2 separate regions of the Mus musculus genome follow, and region 1 is linked to region 2. The links are chromatin contacts, called in public HiChIP or PLAC-seq maps. All regions are on one chromosome and are shown on one strand. Each heading gives the region's core, a stretch centred on a gene start, on an enhancer-like site or on the middle of the called end of the contact. The rest is flanking DNA. Distances are from core to core; before and after follow the strand shown.

Region 1 (5,070 bases), core at 76-2,575, 120 kb before region 2:
ATACTTATTTTAAAAAGAACATTTACCTCGTAAATATTTCATAGCATATTGGTGTATCTGAAATGCAGTTTAACAAAGTACTTGGTCTGATACTAACAAGGCTTGCTTCTGTCTTGAAACCTCATCCAACATCCTCCAGTCTTTAAATATCAAAAACTTCCACGGGACATAAAATACTCACTTTACTCATAAATTATTAATGTAACACGAGATGGTTGCACCCTATAAACTATTTCTATATACAATGATATATGTATAAGACATACATACTTATCTCCTTATAGGTAGATAGTGAGTGAGGGTGACAGATCATACTCACGGGAGTTGGCATTGGCGATTTCATTGGTCTCATTGGGATCCAACCAGACCTTCTTTTTCCCGCAGCGGAGGACACTAGAGGCAAGCCTCTTCTGTAGCCTGAGCATACTGGGTACACAGAAAGCACTAGTAAGCCCTGGAAGCGACATCTGAACAACAACAAACACTCCAAGCAAAATCTTCCCTCTAAAATATACACCAGTATGCATACATTTCTATTAAGGGCAAACACACCCCCTAGACCTAAAATTTTTGCCACCCCTTCCTGTCCTCTAATAACTATTTCCAAAGCAAGGCCTTAAATCCAAACCAAGAAAGACCTGGGCAATGAACGTGGCCAAAGTGGCCAGCCATTTGAGATCTGGGGTGGGGGGAAGGGGTGCTTAAGCTCTTCCGGGTACTTGGCTCGGTGAAGACTTTAATGTTAAGGATCAGACACGAATTGATCAGACTCGACTGTGACGCAGCCTGTTTACCCAGAACAGGCGAGGCTCTTTGCTTTCTGGGCTCTTTTTCACGTTAATAAACCTCGTCCAGCCGTTCGGGCGGAAGCCGACCCGGCACCTCATCCTCCGCACTCGGAGGCCTGGCCTTGCCCGAGACTTGTCCCACGTTACATGGTAGGGGTCTGTTGGGCTCCGGCGAGCCGAGGAGCCACTCAGGGCCCTGTCGCCGCTGCTCTCCCCGCGCCCTGCCTCACAACGCGTGACAGGCAGAGAGCGGCGCCCGCGGGAGATCTTCGGGCCTCGGCGTCCCGCGTTCCACCCTCCCTAGGCCCAGGCCGTGCGCGCTCTCCGCGCTCCGGGTGCGGCCGCACCACGCTCGCCTCCCCTCTCCCCTCTGCCATCCGGGGTCCCGGCCCCGATCCCTGCCAAGCCTTGCCGGCCCCGTCGGCCCCGTCGACCTCATCGGCCAAGAACCGAGAGCCGGGCCCGCTCACCTCATGGCTGCGGCCGCAGCAGCGAAAGGAAAGAGCTTGTGGGCCGCAGGCTCCGCCCATTATCTGCGAAGGGGAGAGCCCAAGCCCCACTCCATGATTGTCTGTATTTACGCTACGCTATTTCACCTTATTTCATCTCACACTAATTTGTTTTCTTCCTAAAAAATCGTGATCCTAGATACTGGAGATCGAGAATCAGTTTTAAACTGTAAAACACAAAAGACCTACCCCTTTCGTCGGGCAAAATGGTTCAGTCCGACTCCGCGGCGCACATGCGCAGTGAGGGCGTTTGGTCACGTGGTCCTCTGGGTAGCCGGAAGTCACGCTAAGTCGCGCAGGCGGCGTGAGGAGGGTTTGGCCTGGACGGCCTGGTCTTCGCGGAGGGCTAGCGGTCTGTGAAAGGTTTCTAGATTAGCTGGGAGAAAAGGAGCGAAGGGAGTGTTAGAGAATAAGGACGGCGGAGAGCCAGCGGACACTACCCCGCTTTCGCTCCCAGAGAGTAGTAGCTCGCGCGCAGGCAAAAACCAAGAGATTTTTCTCAGTGCCCCCGCAGATCCCTATCTCTGGATGCTTCCATTTCAATCTCCATTGTAGTCTGAACCTAAGCCTCGTATTTCTGTCATCCACTTGTGAAAATCATATGCATCTACTATTACAAAAAAGGCGTTAGCACAAGCAAGCGGAACCAATCTCGTTTGGCTCAATCTGCACTGTAGCAAGTCCGTGTGAGGAGACCCTACATTGACTAAACGAAGGGTTGTCAGAACAAAAAAGGACGAATGGCTTTGGAGACCTCTGACTGAAAACCCAAAGAGAATGTTCTGGGGGCCAAAAGTTCAAATATCTGGAGCTCCGGAGCGGAGCAGCTGGCTTACTCCCTTAATCCTGTCAGGAAATGATATGGACCCAAATTTAAGGTGGTCCAGGCAATCTGGGCTACAGAATAAGACCCCAGTACTTGGGAGGCAGAAGGATCAGAATTTCAAGGCCACCCTTAGCGACATATGGAGTTCAAGGCCAGCCCGGATATTGGGAGCCCCGATTAAAAAACAAACCCAAAAACCAGGGAGTGGGACTAGAGATGGCACAGGCTTGTGCGTTTGCAATGGATTGCAGTTGGATTCCCAACATCCATATCTGCCTGTAAACATTCAGAACTGTCAGTAACTCCTTGCTACCTGGTGCCCTGTGCCAGTCTCATGCGCTGGCACAGTGAGGTAGAGCAGATATGATGGCATGCATGGATATGCACATAAATAAAAATAACCCTGTTTTTTAAAAGTCCTAGACCCAAGCTGGGTATTGTAGTATGTACCAGCACTCAGGAGGCAAAGGCAGGTGGATCTCTGTGAGTTTGAGAACAGCCTGGTCTAGATCAGGGTTCTGGTCCTCTTGCTTACTTGAATCAAGAGTCTTTCTTTTTCTCTGCTTGTTTTTGAGACAAGGTCCTGTTATGTAGCCTAGGATGGCCTCAACTCTATCTTCCTGCCTCTACCTTCTCTCCAGTGCTTGAATTGCACTTACAGGTCTGCGTCTCTGTGCTTGGTTGCTATCTTCTTTGAATTTTCTAAGCAGTAAAATGAGCTGAGAGTTAAAAGGAAAGAGCCAGGGTAAGAAACATACTTATGCACTATCTCAGAAATAGTCAACTTTTAAAAAAATCTTCATTTTGGCCAGGCAGTGGTGGTGGTGCACGCCTTTAATCCCAGCACTTGGGAGGCAGAGGCAGGTGGATTTCTGAGTTCAAGGCCAGCCTGGTCTACAGAGTGAATTCCAGGACAGCCAGGACGACACAGAGAAACCCCGTCTCAAAAACCCAAAACAACAACAAAACAAACAAGCAAGCAAAAAATAAATAAATAAAAAATCCTCATCTTGGTGGTGCTGCACGCCTCCAAGCCCAGCATTTAGGAGGCAGATCTCTGGAAGTTCATGGTCAGCCTGGGCCAGATGAGCTACATAATGAAACCCTGTCTCCAATCATCAAATAAAACAAACAAACAAAAATCTACATTGTTTTACAACTTATGAAACAGACTGGGTTTCTTTCTTCTCCCTTCTCTTCTTCTTCCTCCTCCTTTTTGTGGGAGGATCTGTAGACCTTACCCAGTCTGCACGTCCTCTGTAAAACAGGCTGACCTTGTACTCACAGAGGCCTGCTGCCCCTGCCTCTAGAATGTTGAGGTTAAAGGCCCTCCTGTCATTCCTAGCTAGAGAGGCCCATGCTGCTGCCTCTTGCCAGGCTCTGTTGTCCTCAGTGTGCAGACAGGAACCCTGCCAGTGTTGGCAATGTTCATGGTTTCCTCACTACTCAGGGTCCTTATCAGATGATGTGATCAGAGAATGAACATCACTTCTCAGAATCCACAGTGAGGAATCCAAACAGCACACAGGCTCTAGGCAAGCAAAACGCAGAAAATAGTCTTTATTTTAGGGCACTGGACGTTGGCAAAGCTGCTTCTTCTTCTTCTTCTTCTTCTTCTTCTTCTTCTTCTTCTTCTTCTTCTTCTTCCTCTTCTTCTTCCTCTTCTTGTTTTTCGAGACAAGGTTTCTCTGTGTAGCCCTGACTGCCCTGGTTCTGGAACTCACTTTGTAGAAGACCAGGCTGTCCTCACTCTGCCTCCCAAGTGCTGGGATTAAAGGCGTGCACCACCACTGCCTGACTTCATCTTTTTTGTTTGTTTGTTTTTCGAGACAGGGTTTCTCTGTATAGTCCTGGCTGTCCTGGAACTCACTTTGTAGACCAGGCTAGCCTGGAACTCAGAAATCTGCCTGCCTCTGCCTCCCGAGTGCTGGGATTAAAGGCGTGCGCCACCATGACTGGCTCCGGCTTCATCTTCTTATCTCTCTGCTCTCTGAGCTGGATGGAGGAGGAAGAACTGGTCCTCTTGCCACAGATGGCTCCCATGCTGCTCATTAAGCACCCCCAGAAGCCCAGCCATCATTTTTTTGTTGTGGGACTTTTTTTGTTTGTTCATTCATGTTTTTTTTTAAGGTTTATTTTATTTATATGAGTTACTGTAGATGTCTTCAGACACATCAGAAGAGGGTATCAGAAGCCATTACAAACGGTTGTGAGCCAACATGTGGTTGCTGGGAATTGAACTCAGGACCTCTGGAAGAGCAAATAGCTAGTGCTCTTAACCACTGAGCCATTTCTCCAGCCTCCTTGTTCATTCATGTTTTGTGACAGGGTCTCTCTATGTAGCTAAGGCTGGCCTCAAACTCATGATGTGATCTAGGCTGGCCTCAAGCCCCCAACATGGCTGTACACCATCAGACCCAGCTTCTGGGCCTCTTACTGTTCTCTCATCTTGCCAAGAATTTCAGTGGGCAAAGATACCATAGTATTAGCAACACTGTAGGAAACAAAGAATGCTTGTTTGTTTATTTGAGACGGGGCTTCTCTATGTAGCCCAGGTTGTCCTGAGGGTCACTATGTAAATGAGGCTGACCTGCCTCTGTCTCCATAGTGTTGGGATTAAATGTGTGCTCCACCACTGCTTGGTGGAGGTCGACCCTTTTAGGATCCAATAACCAGCTGAGCCGGAGCCACAGTTCTGGGACATTTGTTCCTCAGTCAAGGATAAAGGAGAGAGACAACCCTAGGTCAACAGTCATGGTGTATAATTTTGAATAGCTCCTCCCCCCGTTTATACTTCCTCCTCTTCCCCTTCTCTTAGAAGCAACAGGGACTTGCCAAGCCTGACTCCTGGCCTTTTGGAAGAGCCTATGAGACCTCAGTAACTGATGAGGTCGAAGCATTCCTGGGTCCCTGGATAGCAATCCTAATGTCCCTGGTGGCCTTCTTT
Region 2 (5,037 bases), core at 93-2,592:
TAGAGAAGCTGCTGGGCACTTTGTAAAGACCTGATCAGGCATGCTGAGGCCTCCCACTAAGGAAGGGGACTGGTGGAATTGTCACAGATCTAAGGAATGCTTTCCGGGCACAGCAGACATCATAGGTTGCAGTAGAGGATCGGTGGCGGCCAGGGAGGGCAGGCACAGGGTCCTGAGTATACCCTACTCTACGTACTTCCCTCTTTCTGGCCCCCTTGGATAGTGAGCCTTTATATAAGCCCCTTCCTGGCTCTCAGCATCCTAGAATAGCCACATAGGGTACTGGTTTCTTATTTTCAAGTGCTCAATACATATTTTTTGGTGAAGGTCTACAGAGATGCTTTTGAGAGATACTGAAGCCCCTCAGCGGGACAGTGGGAAGTCAAACTGGGCAGACAGGGTTGCTTTAATGAGAGCACCTGCTTGGCAAGAGACTGGATACGCAGCAGGAGCATCCGATGGCAAAAGAATGATGGGGACATTAACAGAAGTAACAGGAGCAGGGGCGGAAGAGAATGCGTGGGAAAGGGCAGTGCGACGGTGCTTCTGGGTTGGGACAAGACCGCTAAAAATATCTGCCCAGCAGCTGGACACATAGAACGCCAGCCCCACTAACCTTGTGGCCTGGGAAGGTCCTACTTTCATTTCTGTTGTAGTGATAAAAGATTCTGACAACAGTTTAGGAAAGAAGCAGTTTATTCTACTGATAATTGCAGGCTATATTCCATTATTTCAGGGAACTCAAGGCAGGAACCTAACGTATCAAATCCACAGTCAATGCAAAGAGAGAAGAAGCTGGCTGCCATCTCTCTTTATTCTGTCTTATGCAGTTCAGGACTCTCCCTGCATAGAGAATGATGCCTCCCATAGTGGGCAGGGTCTTTCTACCACAATTAACAATCAAGGCATTTTCCACAGACAGGACTAAATAGGCCACCCTGATCTAGATAATTCTCCAATAGGAAAGACTCCCGGAGGTGCTAGAGAGAAGGCTCAGTGCTTAAGAGCCTGTGTTATGCGTTACTTTTGCAGAGGAACCAAGTTTTGTTCCCAGCACCCATGTCTTTTTTTTTTTTTTTTTTTTTTTGGTTTTTTTTTTTTGGTTTTTTCGAAACAGGGTTTCTCTGTATAGCCCTGGCTGTCCTGGAACTCACTTTGTAGACCAGGCTGGCCTTGAACTCAGAAATCAACCTGCTTCTGCCTCCCGAGGGCCCATGTCTTTTTTTTAAAAAGATACATTTAAAAAAATGATTCATTTTGAAAAGAGTCAAGATGTGTCAAGCTGCTAGTAAAAACCAGAGCAGGAGCCACACGCAAAGCTGTGCTAGCAGTTGTCTCAGGAGAGGGTGTGACCACCCAGGAGGGCAGAGAGAAGACAAGAGGCTCTGGGTGGAGCCTTGAATCAACACTGAGGAGAAAAGAGCAACTAGCTGTTGAGGAAAGAAAAGGAGACTCCGGCAAGGGCAGAGTCAAGGCAGACAGGGAGGAGTGGCTTAGGCCAGGAGATGACCCCAGGATGCCCCAGAAATCCAGTGAGCAAACCTGGGCTACCACCCAGTAGCAAGAGAGTTCTCAGAGGACACAGTGATGAGGCTGTGGGAGGGCAGGATCCAGATTGTGTTGGTTAACAAAGAAGTGGGTGTGAGGGCTATGGAAGCCAAGGGAAACACTCTGGGAAGGGCTCTGGCAGGATGCAGAGAAGAAAGTCCCACTCCAGATGGAGGTGGGGCTGAGGGGAGCCTGTGTACAGAATGGGAGACACAAGAAGGGGTTTGTAAGCAGAAGAGGAGTCTGGAGGCAAAGGGCGTTTGATGATAGAGAAGGTCCCAAGGCAAGAGAGCGCACAGTCAGACTAATGATAGCTTAGCACATGCCTAGCTTGTGTCAGAGCATGGGTTTCCTGTCAGAACCTCAACAATAGAGTAAAAAGCATGCAGATCAAAGGAGTGATGCATTTAGTGAACATAGCAAGTCCTTAGAGAAGTGGAGTGTGAGCTACACAGCATCAGTCTGTTTTATTTCACCTCATCTTCACAAAGGACTTACTGTTTTCACTAAAATGCAAGAAAGTTAAATGGGTCACCCAAGATCACATAGCTTATCAAAGCTCGGGATCAAAGAATCAGTGAAGAGAAGTTCATAGGCTGAAGACTCAGTGCAGTTGGTAGGTGCTTGCCTAGCCTGCACGAAACCATGGGTTCAATCCCCAGTTCTACATAAACTGAGCATGGTGGCTCAAGGCTGTGATCCCAGCACTTAAGAGATAGAGGCAAGAAGATTAGAAATTCAAAGATAAATATCCTTGGCGACATATTGAGGGGCCCAGCCTGGGCTACATAAGACCTGTCTCAAAAAGAGAGAGATATATTAGGTACCAAAGACCCAAAGAGAATAGGAAGCAGGCTCTTGCCCTCATAGCCTTACAACCAACATCAGTAGACTAGGCTCTACCCTACCAACAAAATGCTCAGAAGATGTGCAAATAATAAAAGTTCAGCTGGGGCAAAGGAGAGGATGCACCAGGCCGAGTTCAAGAGGAGGTGACGTTTGACCTGAGTCTGGAAAAACCAGAAGGGAAAAGTTGGCTGACAAGCGAGTGACCGTCCCAGACAAATAGAACTAATACGCACAAGCCTGAGCCGCTGGGAACTGTGACCAATTCACTGTTCCGGAACACGGGGTAGGTGTGGCCGGGTACAGGATAGCAGTGTGCCAAGATGGGGGTGTAGGAAAATGGCACACTGTCCTGAAGCACTGTAATGTTTTCCCTTGATCAAGCAAGGGAAAAGTATCAGATTTGCACTCGACGGCAAGAGTGCGGGAGGTCTCCTGGGAACAGCACGGTGAATGAACGAAATAAGAACTGTGGGAATCCAAGGAGCCAGCCAGAGATGGTACAGTATGGTAGCCCAGGCAAGAAGGGATGGGCGGAGACACTGGCATTTGTAATGCAACAGAGAATGAATATATATGTTCATATATATGGGCATACACTGTGTGTGTGTGTGTGTGTGTGTGTGTGTGTGTGTGTGTGTGTGTGTGTGTGTGTGTGATTCGTATACACAGTGTGATGGTTTGAATGAGCAATCCCCATTGTCTCAGGTATTTGAATACGTGGGTCTCAGTTGATGGTATAATTTGGGTAGGTCTAGGGGGTATGGCCTTGCTGTAGGAAGTATGGCACTGGGGATGAGCATGGAGTCTTCAAAGCCTTGTACCACTCCCAGTTCACTCTGCTCCTGCTTGGGGTTCAAGGTGTGAGCCCTAGCTTTCCAGATCTAGCCGCCATCCTTTTCCTCTGCCATGGTAGACTCAGGAACCGTAAGCCTAAATAAATCCTTGCCTCTATAAGGGGCCCTGGTCATGGTATTTTATCATAGCACTAGAAAAGTAAGACACATAGATACTCACATATATAAACATACATACATGTGTATGTACACACACATTTGTATATTATTTATATACATATATACATACACACACACACATGAAAAAGGTATTGACCAGCCTCAGAGGCAAGTAAGCTGATGTGGTAGTTCAGTCCTGTAATCTTTTGTTGTTGTTGTTGTGGTTTTTGTTTTTCGAGACAGGATTTCTCTGTGTAGCCCTGGCTGTCCTGGAACTCACTCTGTAGACCAGGCTGACCTCGAACTCAGAAATCCACTTGGCTCTGCCTCCCAAGTGCTAGGATAGTCCTGTAATCTTAGCACTTGTGAGCTGAAGCAAAAAAGATTACACAGAGCTCAAGGCAAGCCCGGATTACAGAGTAACATCCTGTTTCAAAGCAGGCAGGCAGGCAGGAGGCAGGCAGGCAAACAGACAAACAGGCAGGCAGGCAAACAGACAGACAGACAAGCAGGCAAGCAGACGGGCAGGCAGGCAGACAGGCAGGCAGGCAGGCAGGCAGACAAGCAGGCAAGCAGGCAGGCAGGCAGACACATAGACAGGCAGACAGCATGATTTCCTGGTCTGGCTGGAACAGAAACAAGATGGGGAAGTGGATATGGCAAGTTAGGAAAGAATAAGTCCTGGATGCGCGGGTTGGGAAGCCTACGGGTGTCCAGGAGGAAGATACGGGTAAGTCAGTGGATTGAGGGCCTGGAACTCATGGGTGAGGCAGAGCCGCAGGAGCCATTGTCATAAGGCAGCCATTGTAGCCGCTTGTGGGGTGAAGACAGCAAAGACACACACACACACACACACACACACACACAAACGTTCTGAGCTGCAGTGGCATTTATAGAGTAGATGAAAGAGAAGAGCCTGAGAGGAGGAGGAAGGAGAGGAGAAGGAGGAGGAGGAAGAGGAGGAGGAGGAGAAAAAGGAGAAGTAAGTCTTCATAATACACAGAGGCCAGGGTTACAGGGAGAGGTGCTCCTGAGAACTAGATGAAGGGACTCCCACACTCACCTGCTTCCTTTAGAGAGAACAGCTTTCCTAGGAAAGGGGAGAAGCAATGGGGTTTCTCTCTTCTTCCCTCTCCCCTCCCCTCCCCTCCCCTCCCCTCTCCTCCCCTGACCTGCCCTCCCCTTCCTTCTCGCCTCAGTGCTGGATTTGATTGACTCTTGCTGCAATAGCCAGTGCAGTCACAGAAAATAAAATATGGTATTTAACTAAAGGCAGCGAGTCAGACGCTCCAAACATTTCCATTGTGAACTTCAAAACTAGGCAGGCTACACATGGAGACCATCCAATATAATCACACTGTCCTTAAAAGACGTTCCTTTGATAATAATCATTAAACTGTTCTGTTTACCAGAAATGCTAACAAGGAAAATAAACAACAGGGCCATTTAGGAGAATTTCAAAATTGAAGTTTAAACCATGAGAAAAAACAAAGAACAAAAAAAGAAAAAAAGAAAGCAATTTCATAAACAACGCAGACCTCGGCTGCTCTTGGGTATTCTTCTCTAACATTACATAATTCTCCATTAGACATCGGTCTCAGATGCAAAAATTCAAAGTGTATGTGTCATACTTAAGGGACAGAATATTGAAAAGAACACAACAGAGCCGGGCAATGATGGTGCATGC

What was found. HiChIP or PLAC-seq counts read pairs in DNA pulled down with a chosen protein or histone mark.
Region 1: an H3K27ac HiChIP or PLAC-seq map of embryonic stem cells shows a contact between it and region 2, with 13 read pairs. The contact joins the promoter of Rpl19 here to the enhancer-like site in region 2. A contact is called at or near these places in 4 of 39 promoter capture datasets (the 3T3-L1 cell line, embryonic stem cells, hippocampal neurons and 1 more), 2 of 15 datasets of contacts at CTCF or cohesin (the NIH/3T3 cell line and large pre-B cells), 11 of 484 Hi-C or Micro-C datasets (the C2C12 cell line, the N1E-115 cell line, bone marrow-derived macrophages and 5 more), 40 of 115 datasets of contacts at active chromatin or transcription factors (the 230-238 cell line, CD8 T cells, the HPC-7 cell line and 30 more) and 4 of 9 other capture datasets (adipose tissue, liver, macrophages and 1 more).

What each region holds. Positions count from the first base shown.
Region 1 is chr11:98,023,179-98,028,248 of GRCm38.p6, reverse strand. Rpl19 (ribosomal protein L19) reads right to left here and starts at 1,325. Exons shown (of 6, transcript NM_009078.2): 1 at 1,259-1,325; 2 at 320-426. The coding sequence starts at 1,263.
Region 2 is chr11:97,902,611-97,907,647 of GRCm38.p6, reverse strand. No RefSeq gene overlaps it. Among named protein-coding and RNA genes, the nearest start is that of Fbxo47, 21 kb to the right of the region's middle. Within about 2 kb of position 1,342, at least 16 of the 459 cell types and tissues checked have an H3K27ac peak or open chromatin away from gene starts, as enhancers often do. A contact at or near this core is called in CD8 T cells, Th17 cells, effector CD8 T cells and 1 more, where this site is marked.